7 separate regions of the Mus musculus genome follow, and regions 1, 2, 3, 5, 6 and 7 are each linked to region 4. A link is a contact called in public Hi-C, HiCAR-type and HiChIP or PLAC-seq data. All regions are on one chromosome and are shown on one strand. Each heading gives the region's core, a stretch centred on a gene start, on an enhancer-like site or on the middle of the called end of the contact. The rest is flanking DNA. Distances are from core to core; before and after follow the strand shown. Region 1 holds the start of Mtrex (Mtr4 exosome RNA helicase). Region 2 holds the start of Ccno (cyclin O). Region 3 holds the start of Rab3c (RAB3C, member RAS oncogene family). Region 4 holds the start of Gpbp1 (GC-rich promoter binding protein 1). Region 5 overlaps Pde4d (phosphodiesterase 4D, cAMP specific). Region 6 holds the start of Slc38a9 (solute carrier family 38, member 9). Region 7 holds the start of Plpp1 (phospholipid phosphatase 1).

Region 1 (2,722 bases), core at 185-2,684, 1.4 Mb after region 4:
CTCAGAAAAGCGAAAATGGGAACTCGGAGGCAGAGACCACAGAAATGCTGCTCACGGGTTTCTATAGCTCCATCACCCAGTGCAGGCTCACCTGCCCAGGAAGGTACACACCATAGCGCACTGGGCTGCCCTCCCACATAAATCAGCAATTAAGAAAATGCTCCAAAGACTTGTCCAAGGGTCAGTGTGGTGAAGGAAATTCCTCAACTTGAGAACTGAAGGTAACTGACAATAAGGGAAATTCTGTGTCTTCTTTGTGTGGCGCCTACACTTGAGCATACAGTGGAGGCCAGAGGACTTCCAGCATCCTACATTACTCCCTTGAGACAGCGTTTCTCACTTATACAACCAAGAGGCTAAGTTAGCAACCAGCCAGGCCCAACAATTTTTGTCTCTGTGCCCCACTGTGCTGGGGTTACAGTGCTCACACTTTTTATGTGGGTACTAGAGATTTGAAACTAGGTCCTCATTCTCAAACAGAAAGCTGTCTTTTACACTGGCCATGTCCTCAGCCCTAGAGCAATGATTTTTTAAATTAATTAATTTATGACTGGATTCCAGGTAAGAAGCAGAAAGACATAGCTTTTTTTTTTTTTTAAACCAGTACTTTGCAACTACTCATGTAATAACGGACCGAATCAATCATCAAGTGTAAAACGCTAACGGAAGAGAAAACTAGTTTGACCGAGTGTCATAGGGGCACTCTGGGAATTCCAACCCTAAGGACCTGAAATAAGAGGATCTCGAGTTCGAGGGCTGCCCAACTTACATAGCGATATCCTGAATCTGACTTTATTATTATTATTATTATTATTATTATTATTATTATTATTATTAATTTATTTTGGGAAAACTACAACTTGGAGATTAAATCTCTTCCTTCGGTAGCGATTTGCCTTCGCGGTTTAAGAACCCCCTACATGTCTTCCCCCTTGGCTCATCTAGTGCCTCGCTGCTTAAAGACTATGTGAGAGGTTTTGTGGGTGACAAGCCCCGCCTCGCAAGCAAAGCCGTACCTGGCCTGCTAAGCTGGGGTTACAGCCAAAGCATGGCCTAAGGAAGCCACGCTGCGGCCGGACAGGCACGAACACCGAGACCGCCCTCCCTCCCGCAAAATCAACCTTTCCTCTCTCCCCAACGGTTTTTTTTTTTTTTCCCCTCAATCTCCTTAGCCTCTTGACTCCATTCAAACACTTTCTGTGCTCCTCGTCTGAGTCGTGTTTCCTTTACCGGCATCAAAAACAAGAAGAACGAGAAGAAAAAGAGCTCAGAGGTTTTCCTTACCCGGCCTTGTCTGCAGACCCTGGTGGCCCCTTCCATTTCTCTTTCTCTTTGTCTTTCTTGGCTCCTGCTGCAGAGGTCGAATCATCCTCGAAAACGCTGAAAAGCTCATCCCCGAAAGCATCCGCCATCTTTCGGAACTCTGAGACCGAATCTCCCTCCTACCCAAGAGGCCCCGCGACCGTACCCTACAGTGACGCCGAATGGGGGGACTCGACGGTGGCCCGGAGGAGTCAAAAGTGAGCGAGCCTTGAGCCCCGCGTGACTTTTCTCCTTTCTAGTCTGGGTCCTGCCCCTTTTCTCTTCCAACCACTGCGAGTCCGGCAGTTCAATGACTAAAAACTTAGCGACCAGTGGCGCACGACAGCAGCCATGCCGCTCGCTCCCGGGAGCCGAGAGGCGGAGTCTGAGGACACGGGCCAATTGAGCCGGAGCCCCAGCCGCGGAGCCCGGATGGAGGAGGCTGGGTGGAGGCGTGGGAGCCGGCAAACGTGAAGAGCTCTCGGGCTTCTGCTGTGCCGCAGCGGGGATCTGGATCTGGAAGACTACTCTCCTGCAGCTGAAACATGGGCGGCAAAAATAAGAAACACAAGGCGCCGGGAGCTGCGGCGATGCGGGCCGCCGTGTCTGCTTCCAGAGCCAGAAGTGCAGAGGCCGGAGCTGTTGGGGAAGCCCAGAGCAAGAAGCCGGTGGCCAGGCCGGCGCCCGCCGTCCCCACCGGCGCCCGGGAGCCCCGAGTGAAGCAAGGTAAGCCCTGACCCAGTGCCCAGCCTTCTGCCCTCAGACCCTGCTTCTTGTCCAGCAAAGACTCACAACGTGAGCTGATGAGATCCAAACTTAGACATCTTCCACACCTGAGCAGTGGGTGGGGTGGCCTTGTAGATCGGTCTAAGGGCCTTTGGCCATTAAAGTTACAAAAGTAACTCTGTTACAGCGTGGCTTCGCCTTTCTAACTCACTCTTTTTTTTTTTTCTTTCTCCTTCTAAGAACGGAGTCATGGCATCTGCTGTTGTTCAGCAGGAATCCACTCTGAGCTGTCAGAACAGCCGCTCCGCTAGTTAAGAGAGTTGTTAAGGGAAGTGCTTCTGGCTTGATGCAGCTCCATGTTCTGTCAGATCTTAATGTCTTCTTCAGCATCTATCTACATAAATATCCTTGTATGTTCCAGAAAAGTCAGTGTTTCCTAAGAATAACCACACTTTACACATTGGACACTGGATTGACTTACAGTAAAATTCTATGCTTGTCAAATCCTTGCATTTTTTTGCTTACCCTGCAGATTGATTTGATAACTTGAAGGTGATTAGTTACGGCCACTCTTTCAGCTAGTTTCAAAAACATCAAAATTATATGTTGTTTTGTTCTGTTTGATCTGTTTGCTTGCAGTAATTTTTTTCTATAACAAAAAACTTGCAAGCATATGTGCTTATTGATACATAAA
Region 2 (3,018 bases), core at 152-2,651, 1.5 Mb after region 4:
TCTGGATCCTACTGATGAGGTGCTTTGTGCTCTTTCCCGCTGGACCAAGAGGCAGAATCAGAGAGTTCCTAGATCCTTCCTCCTCACCCAGAAAACTCTTCTAGGAAGAGGTCTGCTATGTGGCCCCCTTGCTGTGGATTCGGTTGATCTCCCCGTAATGTTACCCATCAACAGCCTGAGAGGAGACAGAAAGCCAGGCACTTGCATGTAGAAAACTCCTCTCAGGTGATTCTCAGCAACCCCGCGTCACACAAGTGCTGCAATTTAAAGCGCCTTCAGAATCACAGAGAATAGAAACGGAGGCGAGAAGCTGAAATCCAGCCCTTTCCCCTCACCTGCTTCTCTGGCAAGTTTCTAGGGGGAGGATTTGCACGTGGACTCCAACAATTTCCAGCTGTCTTTGGAATCAGTGAGGACGGCCGCGTGTGCAGAACTCACAGCGCCTTAACGTCTCTTTTAGATCAGGACCGGAGTTTGGAGTACACGGGTTGAGAATGGAGAAGGTGTCACATTCTACCTTTCTCTCTTGTCCCCGCGCCTCCCCCTCCCCCAACTCTGCATTCCTTTGATTTCCCTCCATCCTACCCTGGGCACAAAGAATAACCTAGAAAGGTAGAGGGTTAAAAGCTAATGACCCAAAGCAGAACACACTGTGAGCAATTCCACAGAAATGCCACCTGTGACATTAAGGCCCTAAACGGCTGCAGCCTTGGCGTGTTTGGCTCGGGATGAAAAGTGCGGGGCAAAGTATCCAGAGGGCAGCGGGCTTGTGCGACGGTCATTTGAAGTAACTTCCTACGTTTTTGGATCACAAATACCTGTCTGACAGGACGGGCTCCCACATACTTAACAGACGTTAGCGACGCGCCAAAGTTCTCCTTCCCTGGGCCAGCGGAATGAAATAAAATAGTCGCAAATCAAGTCCTTTTATGGGTCACTGAAGAAAACCTAGCCTGATCTTGGTCCGGAGCTCAGAGGCGGACCCACCTGGATGAGGGTTGGCATAAAAGATGATCACACCAGGCCAGACAATCTAACCAAGGACCAGGTTCCCCGGAGCAGCCTTTCCCTTTTTCCGGGGGCGGCTGAACCGCTCAGACGGCCCATGGCTCCCCTAGGTGGCCAGTGATCTTTACGCTCTTCCACCGAGCTCAAGCAGCTGGCGCCAGGACCCGGGCTGCGGTTGCCACGGTGACGACAGACGCGCGGAGCCTGCAGCTGAAGGCGGGTGAGAGGCGGGAGTTGCAACGCCTCCTCCCCCTGCAACCAGCGCGGGGGCCACGCGTTGCTCGCACGCGAGGGGTGTGGCTCTGCCTCCGGGAAAGCGCGGCCCGTGGGCGGCTCGGGGCTCAGCCAGTGAGAGGCCGGGGGAGTGGTGGAGGGAAGGCACAGTCCGGGTACTTAGAGCTGCGCCGCCAGCGGGACCGGATCTTCCTCGCAGCTCTCGCGCCGACGCTCCGGGCGTCGTAGACGCTAGGAGCGCTACCCGATTGTAACATGGTTACCCCTTGCCCTGCCAGCCCGGGCAGCCCCGCCGCGGGAGCCGGGAGGCGAGACAGCCACCAGAACCTCCGCGCCCCAGTGAAGAAGAGCAGACGCCCGTGCCTCCGGAGAAAGAAGCCGCTGCGGCCGCTGAACGCGTGTTCGCTCCCGGGAGACTCGGGCGTCTGTGACCTTTTCGAGTCCCCCAGCTCCAGCTCGGACGGCGCCGACAGCCCCGCAGTGTCTGCGGCGCGGGACTGCAGCTCCCTACTCAACCCTGCCCAGCCCTTGACAGCGCTGGATCTCCAGACCTTCCGAGAATACGGCCAGAGCTGCTACGACTTCCGAAAGGCGCAGGAGAATCTTTTCCACCCGCGGGAGTCGCTGGCGCGCCAGCCACAAGTGAGGCGCTGGCAAGAGCCAGACCCGGGGCCGTCGCGCTTCTGTCTCTCCCAGGCTAGCTCGCTCTCTCCATGGCTGCTGGCTGCCCTTCGCACAGCCCTAGTCATTGCAGCCCATTATCTGCCATCAGTAGGAGCAATTGGGACCTTCAAGGATTGGCCCACTGACCTATTTAGATGGAGAAAGGTTGTGGGTGGAGAGGTGGATATCGGAAGTTATAGGGGGTGGGTAGAGGAGTTTTATTATAACGCAGTTCGACAGCTTCTACGTCAGATCCAGAACTCCTAAATTTGCTTGCACTTCTGTTTAAAAAAAAAACAAAAACTTTACCCCCCACCCCCCACCCCTTATAGTCCCTTTGACTTGCTGAGAGGGTTAGACTGGGTAGTGTGCCCTAATGCACTGTGCACAATACCAGGCGCGAGCCCAAACGTTCCCAGGCGTTCCGGAACGCCTGGTTTAAGGCAGGCCCGTACCTCCCCCCCTCCCCCCCACGTGCCTCCTATTTTTCAGTCATTTAGCGTTTTCCCCTTTGCCTCTCTGCCTCTCTGGATTGTTTTGTTCGGGCGCGCGCTTCAGCACACTCCCCCTCTCGCTCCCGGCCAGGTGACTGCCGAATCGCGCTGTAAACTGCTCAGCTGGCTCCTGCAAGTCCACCGCCAGTTCGGCCTCTCTTTCGAGTCGCTGTGTCTGACCGTGAATACTCTGGACCGTTTTCTCCTCACGACCCCTGTTGCTGCAGACTGCTTCCAGCTGCTCGGGGTCACCTGTCTGCTCATCGCTTGCAAGCAGGTACCACCAGGCGAAAGAGTGCGATGTGTTTGCAGCCAGCGCCCCCCTTCCCCAACTCGTGCATGGCTTAGGGCTGGGTTGCTTGGCTTATCTGGGCAGATGCTCGAAGATCTTTCCATGTCATAGCCTTAACTTCTCTTACCACTCACAGCAACAATCCTTTCAGACTACAAAGAGGTTAGGCTGTAGCTGGCCGCCCAACCAAAGCTTTGTGGTACTTGTCTCTGGAAAAGATGCTTTTAAAGTCAATCTCTCTCTCTCTCTCTCTCTCTCTCTCTCTCACACACACACACACACACACACATTTTAAAGTTGGGTTGTAGATAGAGAAGGTGCACTAGC
Region 3 (2,762 bases), core at 229-2,728, 1.2 Mb before region 4:
TCATAAGCTAATAGACCCTGATTGCAACAGTCTTTATTGTCTGTCCACACTCATTTTACACAAGGTCTATAATAAAAAGCTAACTCACAAACAGAAATATCCGATGTCACACAAAGGGCCCACTATTCCTGGGAACGAATCAATTTTTCAATAACTCTTAATGTAATTTGAGGTCTTCCATTATATAATACTCCTGAAAACAATTAAATTCTATAGTGTTTTCATTTAACCGTCCAGTTAGGATTCCTTAATACGTATATAAAAGTCATAAAATAAATTAAAAGTAAATGAAAGCAGATGTATAAAGTCCTTGATTCAGGAGGAAACCATGGGGAATGTTTGAGACTGGATAGTCAAATATTTATGTTGCTGAGTTTACCAACAGAGGTGGATTCTGAAGGGAAGCAACACATTCCAAATGGAGTGCTTTCTAATCTTCTCATCCCATTCATAAAACGCCGCTCTGTTATGCAATGAGCCCATTTAGCTTGGCTAACAAACATAGACTTATGTTTAGCCTTAATCAGTTGTACACAGATAGGAGAAACAAGTCTTTAGCTTGGCTAACAAACATAGACTTATGTTTAGCCTTAATCAATTGTACACAGATAGGAGAAACAAAACTAGTCTTTACTTAAAAGCATAACTTAGGTGACTAGCTCCAAAAGAGGTACTCTTCATTTCTGAAGGAAGTAAACCCGAAGAATGTGATTAAAATGGGGAATCTAGTGGTACAGTGAATGGCCACCTCATCACAGGAATGCTGGGGAAGAGAGGGTCCTCGAAACGTTTCCGGCCAGTTAAGCAGACATAGATCAAGGATGTCATAGCTCTGAGATAACTGTGAATGTGTTTGCTCTTTACCTCTGATACTAGGACCCTAATCTTTTTTGCCCTTTCTTTTCTTTTATCTTTCTTGTTTTTTAGACCACTTTGGGGGATACTGACACTGACATTTCTTTCTTAATGTCCTTAACCAAGCTGAATTCGCTCTACCCAGTCGAGATGGAGAACTCTCAGTAAATTCGTGAGAAAATTCTCCAGTTCACACCGCTATCACTAACCCAGGAAGCCAAGACCATCAAAGACAACAAGAGATGGGCTGTCCTCACTTTGTTAGCTCGTGTTTTCATTTTCCACACTCAACCTCCTAGGGAGCCCAGAAAGAAAATGAACAACCCTATCTATCTTTCATCAAGTCCCCTGAGCTGCTAGAGAGACCCTCTCAGTTTCTCCGAGACCATTCTTTCTTTCTTTGTAGACCCACCTGCATGGGCGCCTCGTGTCTCATTGTAGGCAAATGTCCTTTCTCTCTTGCTAGGACAGCGCTGGTCCGGGAGCCTGGTCAAGCGTGCACAGCCTGCGCGCTCCCCGCAACACTCCGCACGCGTGGGGCTCTGTAGCCCGCTCCAACATCAGCACCGGAGCTGTCCGCTCCTGACTCCGCACAAGCGTTCTGGCCAGGGACCCCGTGAGCTTCTGGGAGTTGTAGTCTAATCTTAAGAGGCAAATGCTCAAATGGGAAAATTGTGAACTACAATTCCCAGAGACCCAGAAAGATTTCCCTCGGGCTAGCCCCTCCAGCTGCACTGGGCGGTGGAAACCTCCCTTCTTTCCAGTTACACCGGTTGTTCTCGCTCTCAGCCTGCCTAACCATTTCTTCAAAGAGCGCTAGCGACAATAACACCAATTCATCCCAAACTAGGACTTTTTCTTCACAGTATCGCTTTTGGAAGCCAGACTGTATCTCTCTGGCTAGAAAACGCAGCACTTTGTTCTAATTTCCAATGCAAATGGGCTTTACCTTATCTCTATCCTGAACCCGGAAAGTTTATACTTACCCAGAGTGGAGTAGTTTTACAGTCTTATTCAACGATCGTGCGGGGAAAACGGCAGTGGGTGGCACACACATAAGAAAAGCGGTTCATCCGCAAGACTGAATTGAGAAGATCGGCACGCACGCAAACGCGAACACACACACACACACACACACACACACACACACACACATATCCACAAAAGCTAGATTTCTGACTGAGCCCGCCAGGCACTCCTTTCTGTTTACCTTTCCATACAGCTCCATTGCAGCCGGAGGTTCTGATAGCCTCAAGTAAGTCTCCCCACTACAAAGGAGATGAAGGTCTTATGCAGGCGAAAGAGCACAATGGAAAGGCTTGGAGGAGTGGTTTGCGAGACCGAAATGAGGGATGGAAGGGACAGCGGGTTTAGATGGAGGGCTTTCTTTCAGAGGGAAACCCAGAAGTCTTCTAGTGACAGCTGCAAAGAAAAGGCTGCTAGTCTCCTAAGAAGTGCCAGGGGCGCCCGTGCCAAGCGGCCCCTCCCCTAGCCCTCCCAGCACACACACTACCTGAGTGCTGCAGAGCTGATAGGGCACTGGGTTATTTACCAAAAGCAAGTCACACAAAATGAACACATTCATCACCAGAGCCCTGGAGCACCTTCACGGAATGAGATGGGAGATCTAGATTAAGTTAGCCGGTCAGTCCTTTCTTAAACGCGCGTGCAGCTATTCCTTTTATATTGCAATTACTCTCCTCCTGGAACGTTTCATACCATGACCTTCACGTCTCTAAACTGGACATTTATGTGCTTTTGTCAACTTCTAATGTGTGAGAGGACTTTTGTCGTCCGTCGCTGAGACAAGTCCTCTCCCCTCCAGAATGCAAGCTATCTGTGACCCCCCCCCCACCTTTTCAAGATGTCAGATTTATGACATGAGAGGCAGAGTCAAAGTTGAAACC
Region 4 (2,761 bases), core at 155-2,654:
TCTCTCCCATGTGCCAAAGGAAAACAAATGGACAGGTGGTGCTGCCACGGAGCGTCGGGGAACCCGACTCCGAGAGTGAGAGGCGGAAAGGAGCGTGACGCTCCTTCCAAAACGCAATCTCGGAGGACGGAGCAGCTGGATTGTCCCCACTACGGCTTAGTAGGAAGGCCGGCGGGCAGGCCGGCGGGCGGGAGGGGAGCGTGGCAAGGCGAGCGTGGCAGGGCGAGTGGCTACGGTTCGCCCGGGGGCTGACTCCCAAGCCCGGGAGAGCAGCGCTCGGCTCCAGGTGCTCGGCCCCATTCCCTTGAAATTAAGCAAACAGGTTTCGGCCAAAACTCCAGGGGTGGGAGGTGCGGGACGCGACCCGTCCACCCCGTTAAGGACCGTGCTCTCCCCGGGAAAATAAACAGGTCCCGTCGGACTCGGGAGCCGACGCGACTTCGGAGCGCTCGCCTTGGGCGAGCAGCCACCACCACCACCGCAACTGCCACGGAGCCCGGCGCGGCGGGGAGGGCGAAGCGCCGCCGAGCACACGGCGGAAGTCCACGGCTCCGCACGCCGCGACTCCAGTCCCCGGTCCCCCGGTTCCCCGGTTCCCGGGGCCGCCTTGCTGGTGGTGGCCCAGGAAGGCGCGCGTGCCGGGGCCTGGGGTCTTAGCCCGACGCCGCGGGCGCCCCGGCCGTTCCCGGCCTTCGCCGCCGAGCACCACCCCCCCCCACCACGGCCGCCGAGGCCCGCCGCCCACCTCGCCCCACGGCCGCCGCCGCCGCCTCCGCTCCGCCGGGCTGAGTCAACGCCGGCCGGGGGGAGGGAGGGAGGGAGGGAGGACGGGCGGGCGCCCCGCGCCTCACGCCTCACGCCGCCCCCCGGCCGCCCGCACCCTCACGCCTCGCGCCACCAACGCCGCTCCCGACCCCTCAAGCCCCAACGCCGACACGGGCAACCCCTCCCCCGGTCCCCGAGACTCCCGTCCGGGGCCCAGGGGACTGTGTTACCTTCTGCCCCACCAGAGGTGCCCCTGGCCTGGGGGTGCCGCTGCGCTCGATCCCGGGAGGAGGTTTTCGGTACTTTGAATAATCCCCTTTTGCCGCTTTTCCCTCCCCCACAACCAGTCTCAGTCCCAAAATGGCGCCGACCCGATCCGCAATGTTCTGGGCCAAGTCTCGCGAGATCGTGGAAGGTGGCGAGGGAGGGGGGACGCAGCGGAGAGGTTGAGAAGTAAGAGGAGGGAGGCGGGGCGAGGGGAAAAGAGGAGGAAGAAAGGGTGCGGAAGCCGCGGTGCAAACGAACCCACTGGGCGGAGCCGGAGGAGGAGGGCCTCCACCACAGAACCTTCTGGCCCAAGTAGCAGCTCACGCCCCAGGTCAGGGAAGCTCCGCCCTCTACGTCGGCGCCTGGGGGAGAGGAAGGGGCGGGGCTAGACCGGGGGCGGGGCTTTGAGGAGGACCCGGAGGCTGGGCCTGGCGCGGGGGAAGGGCGGGGGCGGGGCGGGGGGCGGGGCGGGGAGGCGGAGTCTCGGCGCGGTGACGTCAGGAGCAGCTGGAGCCGGGGATTACCCCCTGCTGCTGACGTGAGGACGGTGAACAATCCGGAACGTTCGGTGGAAGGGGGAATTCCCGTCCGTTCCCTGAGGAGCGCCTCTGTGCAGCCGCGGGCCCTCCCCGAGCTCGGGAACGGTGGGGTGGAGAGGACGAGCGCAGGCGGTCCGGACGGGCAGGCGGGCTCGCAGGGCGTGCGGCGCTTCTGAGTCTGCCCGGCAGCGCCGCGCAACCCGGAACGGCCGGCGGCGGGCGCCGTTCGTTCGGCTCCGCCTGAAGCCCGCCGTGGCTCGCAGGCCGCTCGGCGCGGGCCCTGAGCGCTCCGTGGGCGGAGCCGGCCCTGCCTGAGTGATTGGGCGCCGCAGTCGCGCGCCACGCGGAGCGTGCGGGACGTTAACACGCGGAAGCCGGGTTAGGGAGGCGCGCGAGGCTCGGCTGCAGCCACCGTTCCCCCGGAGTGCGAAGGGCTGCCAGAGAGCATCGCGCTAGTAATTCCTATTTCTAATAACTCCAAAGGAGATGGATTATTTCATCAGCGTTGTCCTGGGTATCCGCATAGCACAAACGATTATTTAAAAAAAAAAAGTTACGGTATTCACTTTCTCTACATATAGCCAAAGGTTCACTCTGGAAAGGTTGGAGATTTAATTCTAAAAGGAAAAAAGTAGAAGAAATGAGGGAGAAGCGTCCTAAAGAGGGAAAATCACCGGAGCGTCATTTCCCAGAAACTTTTTATATGCATTATAGGGTTTGTAGTTTAGTGCGTTACCCCTATAAGTTCGCCGAATGTAAACTCGCCTTAATTTGTACCTCAATCTTTACCCATCTTGCCCCCTAGGTACAAAGGGAAAAAGGGCTTAAAACTAAAGGATGCTTTTTTCAATCGTGCCAATGTCTAAGATGTGTTTTCCTCACTTTTTACATAAGCTGGTTTCATATTTTAGAAATGATCCAGTTACTCCCTGGACCTTGACTACTCAACCTACCCGGTTTAAACTTCCGTTTGTTTTAGGTGGGTTTGAATATGGGTCGAGTGGGGACGGGAGAGGCAAGGATTCGTGTTGCTTTCTCTAAAGAGCTATGTAGAGAACCTTGAACGCCCGATCCTTTTGCCTCTGCTTTACAAACTCTGGGGTCACAACCATGCCCCACCCCGCCCAGCTCTGTTTTAAGTCTTAATCCAAACTCTTTCCACTACACGAGACCTGAATCCATAAAATTAA
Region 5 (2,947 bases), core at 119-2,618, 1.6 Mb before region 4:
ATTAGTAGCTTTAAGGTGATGTCTAGCAGACAACATATTTTCTGTGTTGCTGTCACAGTGTACACAGACTGCTTGCTCAGGACAAGAATATGGTTGAAATCTTGGCCAAGGCAAGGGGTGGCTGTAACACATGCTAGATGCTTGTATTGGAGGCGTAAGAGATTCCAGATGGCATTTAATTTGAGTGATTACATCTACAGCATTTACTCTCAAATGCACATTAATCTGCCTAAGAGTTGTACAGATTTCCCTCCCCACCCCCATCCCCTACCCCGGAACCAGCAATTGAGGGCAATTTCAGTGAGGCCTCAGCGCTTTAGAGGCGGACAGACCTAGAAGTTCACTCTGTGTTTTATTCTCTTCTTCACTGAGTTATTAAAAAAAATCATAATGTAAACTTTTTAAGCTACACTTTCCTTTAGTATAATCTGAGGCATAACAATAACCATTTTGAAAGGGCAATATAAGAGTTTGGGGTCAAGTTTTCTTGAGTTCCTTTTTTTGTCTGAAATATTCGATTTTATTAGTTTACTGCACAAGAGTAATTTTTGGTAGAAATTCTATGTGTCATAGATTTTTGTAATATGTCTTTATCATCCACAAATAGCTAGAATAGTTTGAGGTTCTAAGGAGATGTCCAGGCATTTCTTAAGTTCACATTTAAATTCCAGATAGAATGAGGTGTTTTTCTGCTATACTGTAGCTGGAAATATAGGCCTTGCTAGCCTTCAAGACATACATATGTATGAGTCTGGGGGGCACATTGCTGTCCTTCTATACAGATTTTGCAAAGCTAAAATACTTTCAAAGTAAAATACTTTAAGATACTTTCATGGTGTTTCTGGTCACACACACACCCCAAAGGGGTCAGATAAGGGTTGGGAGGTGTCTGCATGAGAGCCGGCAGAAGTCTGGTCCCCGGGGTTCAAAGAAATTTCTGTTCCAACCTTGCAACAACCCTCTCATGATCTAATAATGCTCATTTTACTGCGTCTTCCATGTAAGATCAGTGATGCTTGCAGGAGAAAAATGAAATCCTTTTGAAATAGCCCTAAAACATATCAATCTAAAAATACTAGCTTGTGTCTGCTCTCACATTTTGGGGGCAGTTTGGTAGCTCAGCACTCTTGAAAAGCACTGGGCTTTCCAGCGAACTGTAACTTGGTCTTGAAATTGGGATTCGAGCATCCTTTGCAAAGACTTAAGGTTTTTCCGTGGCTCCCTTCAAAGGCACCCACATCGGCTTTGCACACGTAGTGACGCGTTCTCTGTTAGTCTTAGTTTGTCTTTTTGGTCCATTGCTGCTCTCTTCCTCTGCTTTGAGAACAAATTAAGCTTCTCTTCTGGAGCCTGGTTCTTCTCAACTATTTTCCCACTGGCTCCCCCTGCTGCCGTATGGGTGCCAGCGCATAGCACAGGCTAGCACTTGCTGTTGACTTCAGATAACGGTTTTCTTCCGGCCAGGAGGTTTGCAGGAAGGAAGATGGGTTGTTCACAGCTGTAGCTGAAACTTAAGATATTCCAGCCCTGCCCCACAAAAGTATAAGGGAACTCAGAAGGACCGAAATCCCATTATGAAGGAAGCTAAGTTAGTTGCAAGAGACATTTTAAGTAGTGACAATTAAAATAGTTTTAGCTGTTAAAACATAAAAAAGAGGATTCTTAAGAGTTCATATATATACATATATATGCCTCAATAAATATATAAATTTTAAGAGAAAAGCTCTTGTATAGCCATAGAAGCTGGGAACTTGGCTTCTTGATATTTTGAGTTTGGTGTCTTATGTTTCCAACTTCTTAATAAAGGTAGATTTGGGAAAGCTTTTTTTTTTGTTTGTTTGCTTTTTTTGTTCTTTTTTTTTTGTCTCTAGAGCCTCACATAAAAGATAAAAACATAAAATATAGTACCACAGCTAGAAAAAAATTCTCTCTTTGCTTATAAGTAGTAATAGAAAAACAAAACAAAACACTTGCTTAAAATGCTTTAAGTTTTGCACACATCTGTGTGTGTGTGTGAGTGTGTGAGTATGTGCATCTCTCTGGTCTGGAAACATTGCTATAAGGATTTTCACTTCATTGACATGTAAGGTCTTTGTTTATAATGTAGCAAGACATGAGAGACTACAGGGAAAAAAGCCAACAGTGTCATTGGTTCCGTTCCTGTGTCAGCTTTCTGTGTTGGCTCGCATAAACTGACCCCTCACCCCTTGCTTCTATGTTTCATTAAATAAATCAATTACTAAGAGAATGCTTTCAGCTATCATCAGTCAATCAATTTGATTTATAGGAAAATGGTAGCTTCTATGGTAGAGTATGAACTATCCCGCCCTTTTTTAAAAACAATCAAAATGTTAAGGCTTAGTTGGATAAAAGAGTGAGTGTCCTTAGCATGATTCAAGCTTCCCTCCTTCCCCACAACCAAGGCCAGGAGACGATGCTTTGAAGGGATGTCAGGAATAGGAAAACAGTTTCTTCACTCCAACAGTTGGGTGATGGACCTAGAGACTTTCTTAAAGGGCAGACACATCCGTGATATTCACTAGGATATTAGTTAAATTGGACACAGCAGCTAATGTAATAGTGGGTTTATGATCTTGTCCCGTGGAAAATACCAAATGTTTTTTTCTTTTGTTATTGTTCAGTATTCTTGGCTTTTGGAAATATTTTTGCTGAACTTTCTATGTAAGGCAGATGAGTGGCGTTTACTTGCTGGCCTGGCCCGGCGCACGCACTATTAGTGCTTACAGCAGCTCTGCAGAGTGGAAAGAACATAGATGTTTGTCGTCAGGGGAACTTGGTTTCAGATTCCAGCTCTGCCTGTTTGCTCCCTAATAATTTGGGCAGCAAGCCTTGCCTTCCCAAAGCTCAGTGTCTTCATTTGTAAACACAGCAGTGAGAAGGGCAATCCGATTGGGATGCTGGGCTAGGGAACTAGGACACTCGGTAG
Region 6 (2,700 bases), core at 51-2,550, 1.2 Mb after region 4:
GCTCTTTCCAATCTTGACTAAAACTGTTTTCTCAGACTGGAATTCAGGAAAAAAAGAAAAAAGAAAGGAAAAAGAAAATTTTCCTATTACAGAGACTTACAAAAATCATGTATCATTCATTTTCAAATGCAGATGCAGATGTACAGCCAGATGCAGTTGTAAGCCTTTTGGAACAAGAACACTGTCAACAAAATAACTTGTATCTCCCTAAAAGGCACCATTCACTACTACTTGCAATTTTAAGCCCTCAGTATCAGAGCGGATATTTAGAAGAGTTTGAGAGCAGAGTTTGGAAGACCTTGGTTTGAATTCCAGATATTTTGCCACTTGAAAGTCTGTCTAGCCTTGCCATGTCACAACTTTTCTAAGACTGTTTCATTATCGGTAAAAATAGGTAAAACATGAAGTTTCCAAAGACTTTACAAAATGATAAATGTAAAATTCTTGGAATTCATTACTATTTGATAAGTTTAGGTCTTGGGGTCTTGATCACATTACAGCACATTGCTTTTGAATGTTAGCTTTCTTTATAGAGCCCTGGTTTTAAGACATGCCATATCAGTCTTAGGGATCTTACCATGAGATGACTTCATTACCAACATACATTGACTTTAGGTGGGGTGGGGAGGGGAGGGACAGGGGGAGGGCCAGGGGGAGAGAGAGACCCAGACCTGGCACTGGTGACACTCGCCTTTAATATCAGCACTCAGGAGGCAGAGGCAGAAGCAGGCAGATCTTTTGAGTTTGAAGCTAGCCTGGTCTACAGAGTGAGTTCCAGGACAGACAGGGACACACAGAGAAACTGTCTCGAATAACAAAACAAAAAACAAACCAAAACAAACACAAAACAAACAAGAAGACCACAGGAGAAAAATCAATGCTCATTAACAACTCCCCCATTCCACCCCAATCCAGCTTCCCTCGGGATCCAAGGGCGTGACCTAAGAACATAACACGAGCCAGGAAAGCCTGAGAAAAACGTCACCAGGGACGTCAGGCACATCATCTTGTTCTCACGTGGCCTGTGATGCTGTAAAGCACCTAAAGAGATCTCTTCTTTTTCTCTCTTCCTAGGTAGTTCGGGAGGAGAAGACAACCCAGCCGGTCAGATGTTCGAGCACCTGCTCAGCGACCCCGCCTCCGGAGCTGGAGGGCGGGGTTCTTTGATAGGCTGGCCGGCTGCTGCAGAGCCCTCTGGGAGTTGTAGTTTCAGATGGCGGCGCTTTCACAGAAGCGGTGGACTGTGTTTTCCTAGGACTCCATCCCCCGCCATCCCCCGCGGCCTAAGCCGTTGCCTCTTCCTGTTTAGAGGACTATTCTCTCTAAGCCGCTGCCAACTGAGAGGTCTGTGAAAGGGTCTTCGCCTCCTGCTCTGGTTTTCCGACGTAGAGGGATTGGCCTGCTGAGGTAGACACGTTCTCGCTCCTGGCAAACTCACCCTGGGACAGTCCAAGAGGGAGCCCAGGCGAGGAAGGAAGGGCTGAGTTTGCAGCCATCGGGCTGTCAGCACGGAGGGGTCTTTGGGATGCCGGGAGAGCCAAGCCCCGGGCTAGGGACACTGCTCCAGAGTGGCGCAGGTCCCTCGAATGGGTCAAGTACGGGGAGTCCGCGGGAGCTGAGAAAGTCTGGGTCTGCTGGGAAAAGGCAGGAAGGGTTACAGCAGATGAACACCCGAAGCCGGGGTGAGAGGACTGTTGGGATTATTGCAGGGATAGAGAAAGATCTAGAGAGGAGAATTGGGAGCGGAAGCCCCTGCTGTGCCTACCACACTGGTGTTTGACTCTGACTCACTTGTGCTGGGACAGGTGCTGGAAGATGCAACCCAGGGCTGGGCAATGAAGTCGCTCTACCACCAAGCTACTTCCCCAGCCCATGAGTGACTGACTGCTCTAATTGTGGGTGGCAATGCTGTGTTGGCTGTCTTGAAATACTGGAGTTGTGAGGCAGCTAGTCAAACGTTTTCTCCTCGGTTTACAAATCAGGATGTCTTAAAAATTGAAGACATCTGCTTATCCATCAGTCAGTTATTAGCCAACTTGCCCAAAACCTAATTGTAAGGATCCCCTGGCAGTGCCTCATTTATTGTTGAGGTCACTCTCTGTTTTCCTATTCCATGCCTTCAAATATAACAAAGAAGTGGCATGTGGAGTACCAGACAAAAGTTTTTGTTTGTTCGCTATTTATTTGGGGTTTTGTTATTTGTTTTCAACAGAACTTTTCAGTAGATCAAAAGAAACTTGTAAATTAAAGAGAAACCTGTATGCCTTGTAAACAACTACAATCAGATAGACATGGGGCAAGCCTGTAAGCCCAGGACTTAGGTGAGCCAGGGGAACGGATGGTCTCCAGTTTAAATAGTGAGACTTAAAATCTGAAACCCAGGGCTAGAAAAATGGCTGGTCTCTAAAGTGCTGACCTTGCAAGCATGAAGACCCAGCGTGTATATGGGTCATTGCACCTTTGTAAAAAAAAAAAAAAAAAAAAACAGGTGTTATGGTGCACATAGTGATGTCCAACACTAGTGATATAGGAAAAAGGAAAAAAATTATAAGAGGTTAAAAATTTTTAGCAGGCCTGTGTTTTTATAATACATTTAAACTTTAGTGCTTTGCTAGTAGTTTTTGGTTTGTTTATTTGTTTGTTTGTTTTAATCTAAAACTCAACTTCAGAAAATCTAGTGTTGCTCATCTAGGAAAAGGA
Region 7 (2,700 bases), core at 193-2,692, 1.3 Mb after region 4:
TACAACAATGACCATGCTACCTAGGACTCTTGTAACTCTGGAGGTAAGGAAAACAACGAAATAATAATAATAATAATAATAATAATAATAATAATAATAATAAATAATAATGCCACATCTTTTTGCGTGTAAATTGTTGAGAGCTTTTAGAAACAATTAAAATAAGTTGAAATTTAAAAATCCATATATCTTTAAAATAAGAATATACTTTTACAAATACACATTTTTATGGCTTATAGTTGCACTTGGAAACACATCTGACTCCCCTTGGGAAGTAGCATCTTTCCACTCACTGGTCTTTTGGGATGCTTGGCAGGAAATACCTGAGAAAACAGAAGGCACATTCTGTGATTTGTATTTTACATCTTCCTATAAGAAGAAAAACCCCAGGGGTGCTGGCTCATGCCTGTAACGCCTTGGGAGGTAGATGCAGGAGTTAAGACCATTTTCGGCTACACAGCCGAATGTGAGGCCTGCCTGGGCTAAAGGAGTCTCTGTCAAAAAAAAAAAAAAAAAAAAAGTCTTGAGCAAGGAGGAAACCATGTATTGTTAAGATTGGTAGTGGTGGTTTAACTCTTTATAAAGCAATTGTCACATTATCTTCTCTGAGTCTCACCACTTCCTCTTAATTAGAATAGACAGCGGGGATCATTGAGATCCTCTTTTTACACATTTGGAAACTGAGATTACTAAATGTGTTCTGGAGGCCTCCTGGGAATGGGTACGGGGACTGCCACTATTGAATCATTGATATTTCTTAAGACATAGTTAACTCTATTGTTTGTGTGAGCATGGCTGAAGCTGCGCTACTGATCAAAAATAAGGCCCCTCCGTGCTAAAGCCAGAGCTCTACCATTGAACAAGTCTCCAAACTCCTCCCAAGTGAAGTCCCAACGAAGTCTATTGCAGTAGGAGACATGACTTGCAGTTAGCGGAAACTGAGCTGGAGATTCGAAGTCAGTGAACAGAACATGACTAAGAAGACATTAATGGCAGGGGTATTCTTGCTAAGGGTAGACTGCGGATTTACGTACACCAAAGGCGGGAGGGTTCAGATATTAAGTATTAGAATATCAAGAATGACCAGAGGGCAAGAAGGATTCTTGCTAGAATGAAGCTCAGCTACGACCAACAGGAAGGCCAAGGTGCAGGCCCCTCACAGAAAGGGGCTTAGAGGTAACTCATTTAAACAGTTTGGAGGGAGAGCCCATGGGAGGAGAAGGATGGCGGGCAGCAGGAGCTATGGAATGGTGTATCGGGGTCTGGCTCTCCTTTAAAGGAAGCATCGCCTAGCACTAAAGGGCTGAATGGACTAAAGAGAGGACTCCCAATCCCTGCAATTGGCCCCGCCCCGTTAACCAGCTTCCAGATTCGGGGCGGGCTCCGCAAGTCGGCGGGGCGGGGCCGATGGCGCTGATTGGCTGTCTGCGCTGGCCTGGGTTTCGTCCCCGCGCGCTGCAGCCGGCGAGACCGCGCACTGGCCGGAGCGGCGCGCCTGGGGCGGGAGGAGCGGTGTTCCTCCAGTCCTCATCCTTAGAGCTCGCCCGGCCTGTTGGAGAGGGCACAGGGCAGCGGAGGGCGATTGGCCGCGACGAGCCAGCACTGAGAGAGCAGGCGCCTGAGGCGACAGATCGGCGGCCACTGGCCCAGTACCGGGTCCGTGAAGGGAAAAGTCCGGGACACGATTGCCCTCGGTGGCAGGGCGGCCCAATCCAAACTGCCCTGGTCCCTGCTCCCGTCAGTCTAAGAGGCTCGCAGTCGCTTGGGGCGGCCGCCATCCCGAGGGCGGGGCTCTGGGAATTGGGTATCTGGACCGCCGCGGTCTGTTCCTCCCGCCACTCGCACCAGGTGGTGACACCATCCAGCCGGTGACCATGTTCGACAAGACGCGGCTGCCGTACGTGGCCCTCGATGTGATTTGCGTGTTGCTGGGTACGTAGGCGCCGCGGCCCGGGGGTCTTCCAGGCGGAGCCGCGCACCGGTGTGGGGTGGGTGTGCCCGGCGTGCGCGCGCGCGCGTGCGCCGGTGGCTGCGGAGAGAGTTGTGGGGAGCCGTTTGCGCAGCTCGGGGGGCCGGGGCTGGGTGGGGGTGGGGGTGATCCCCGCTTCTGCATCCAACACTCTGGCTCCAGCGTGGGCTCTCCCTGCCTGTCTGCCGGTGCGCTGAGTCTAGCCCTGCTTGGCCTCTGTTCTCGCCTGTGCTGTTACCCTCTGTTTCCCGGCCCACTCTAACAGGCAGGGTGGGCTCCTCCCTCTGCACCGTGCAGAGAATCCTGGTCTCTGGCTCATCAGGTTCTGCAGCGAAGCTGGAGGTTCGGTACACTCGGACTTTTCCCTCCCTGGGAACAGGCAGGCAGGCAGGCAGGCAGGCTTCAGTGCCCAGCTTATCATAACTTGGTGAGAAGCACTTGAAAGTTTTCTTCGTCTATAAAAGGTTTAGAACGTTCCTAATTAGAAGGCGTCGTCAGGTTGTAAATTGTCAGGTTGCAGGAGCGATGGAGATGGCCAGGTTTCTGCCTGATGAGGTCTGAAGAAGCTTGCTTTTCCCCATCCCATCCCGTAGAAGTCCTGCTATTGGCTTATAGCGCAGCCCTTGCCTTGGTGTGCCTGTCTCCTGTGACAGCCTGGCACGGAGCGCCTTTAGCTTCTTTAATTTCTTTAGCTACAGCAAAGTTAAGGTTATTTCCCTGGTGGAAGACTT

Evidence for each region. Hi-C and Micro-C count contacts between places; a contact is called where the count stands out from the background. HiCAR-type assays count read pairs that join an accessible place to other places. HiChIP or PLAC-seq counts read pairs in DNA pulled down with a chosen protein or histone mark.
Region 1: a contact with region 4 is called in an H3K27ac HiChIP or PLAC-seq map of thymic regulatory T cells, with 12 times the contacts expected there. The contact joins the promoter of Mtrex here to the promoter of Gpbp1 in region 4. A contact is called at or near these places in 4 of 39 promoter capture datasets (the C10 cell line, hippocampal neurons, liver and 1 more), 5 of 484 Hi-C or Micro-C datasets (B cells, CD4 T cells, double positive thymocytes and 2 more), 7 of 115 datasets of contacts at active chromatin or transcription factors (astrocytes, cardiomyocytes, double positive thymocytes and 4 more) and 2 of 9 other capture datasets (adipose tissue and liver).
Region 2: a contact with region 4 is called in an H3K27ac HiChIP or PLAC-seq map of thymic regulatory T cells, with 10 times the contacts expected there. The contact joins the promoter of Ccno here to the promoter of Gpbp1 in region 4. A contact is called at or near these places in 3 of 39 promoter capture datasets (hippocampal neurons, liver and pre-B cells), 4 of 484 Hi-C or Micro-C datasets (CD4 T cells, CD8 T cells, embryonic stem cells and 1 more) and 3 of 115 datasets of contacts at active chromatin or transcription factors (cardiomyocytes, large pre-B cells and thymic regulatory T cells).
Region 3: a HiCAR-type map of astrocytes shows a contact between it and region 4, with 4 times the contacts expected there. The contact joins the promoter of Rab3c here to the promoter of Gpbp1 in region 4. A contact is called at or near these places in 1 of 39 promoter capture datasets (hippocampal neurons) and 1 of 115 datasets of contacts at active chromatin or transcription factors (astrocytes).
Region 5: a contact with region 4 is called in a Hi-C map of B cells, with 5 read pairs. The contact joins the enhancer-like site here to the promoter of Gpbp1 in region 4. A contact is called at or near these places in 2 of 39 promoter capture datasets (the C10 cell line and hippocampal neurons), 1 of 484 Hi-C or Micro-C datasets (B cells) and 4 of 115 datasets of contacts at active chromatin or transcription factors (astrocytes, epiblast stem cells, regulatory T cell precursor and 1 more).
Region 6: a contact with region 4 is called in a Hi-C map of B cells, with 9 read pairs. The contact joins the promoter of Slc38a9 here to the promoter of Gpbp1 in region 4. A contact is called at or near these places in 3 of 39 promoter capture datasets (the C10 cell line, liver and pre-B cells), 4 of 484 Hi-C or Micro-C datasets (B cells, CD4 T cells, CD8 T cells and 1 more), 2 of 115 datasets of contacts at active chromatin or transcription factors (astrocytes and thymic regulatory T cells) and 4 of 9 other capture datasets (adipose tissue, liver, macrophages and 1 more).
Region 7: a contact with region 4 is called in a HiCAR-type map of astrocytes, with 2.5 times the contacts expected there. The contact joins the promoter of Plpp1 here to the promoter of Gpbp1 in region 4. A contact is called at or near these places in 1 of 484 Hi-C or Micro-C datasets (B cells) and 3 of 115 datasets of contacts at active chromatin or transcription factors (astrocytes, embryonic stem cells and thymic regulatory T cells).

Annotation. Positions count from the first base shown.
Region 1 is chr13:112,925,946-112,928,667 of GRCm38.p6, forward strand. Mtrex (Mtr4 exosome RNA helicase) reads right to left here and starts at 1,435. Exons shown (of 27, transcript NM_028151.2): 1 at 1,285-1,435. The coding sequence starts at 1,412. It overlaps Dhx29 (DEAH (Asp-Glu-Ala-His) box polypeptide 29), which reads left to right and starts at 1,735. Exons shown (of 27, transcript NM_172594.3): 1 at 1,735-2,028. The coding sequence starts at 1,848.
Region 2 is chr13:112,986,401-112,989,418 of GRCm38.p6, forward strand. Ccno (cyclin O) reads left to right here and starts at 1,402. Exons shown (of 3, transcript NM_001081062.1): 1 at 1,402-1,884; 2 at 2,491-2,676. The coding sequence starts at 1,498.
Region 3 is chr13:110,278,728-110,281,489 of GRCm38.p6, forward strand. Rab3c (RAB3C, member RAS oncogene family) reads right to left here and starts at 1,479. Exons shown (of 5, transcript NM_023852.5): 1 at 1,268-1,479. The coding sequence starts at 1,291.
Region 4 is chr13:111,488,723-111,491,483 of GRCm38.p6, forward strand. Gpbp1 (GC-rich promoter binding protein 1) reads right to left here and starts at 1,405. Exons shown (of 13, transcript NM_028487.5): 1 at 996-1,405.
Region 5 is chr13:109,906,408-109,909,354 of GRCm38.p6, forward strand. All of the region lies in intron 8 of Pde4d (phosphodiesterase 4D, cAMP specific), which reads left to right. Among named protein-coding and RNA genes, the nearest start is that of Mir1904, 4.1 kb to the left of the region's middle. Within about 2 kb of position 1,369, at least 55 of the 459 cell types and tissues checked have an H3K27ac peak or open chromatin away from gene starts, as enhancers often do. A contact at or near this core is called in B cells, where this site is marked.
Region 6 is chr13:112,659,466-112,662,165 of GRCm38.p6, forward strand. It overlaps Slc38a9 (solute carrier family 38, member 9), which reads left to right and starts at 1,301. Exons shown (of 15, transcript NM_178746.4): 1 at 1,301-1,407.
Region 7 is chr13:112,799,335-112,802,034 of GRCm38.p6, forward strand. It overlaps Plpp1 (phospholipid phosphatase 1), which reads left to right and starts at 1,443. Exons shown (of 6, transcript NM_008903.2): 1 at 1,443-1,932. The coding sequence starts at 1,875. Gm41067 (a long non-coding RNA gene) reads left to right here. Exons shown (of 3, transcript XR_873969.2): 3 at 1-37.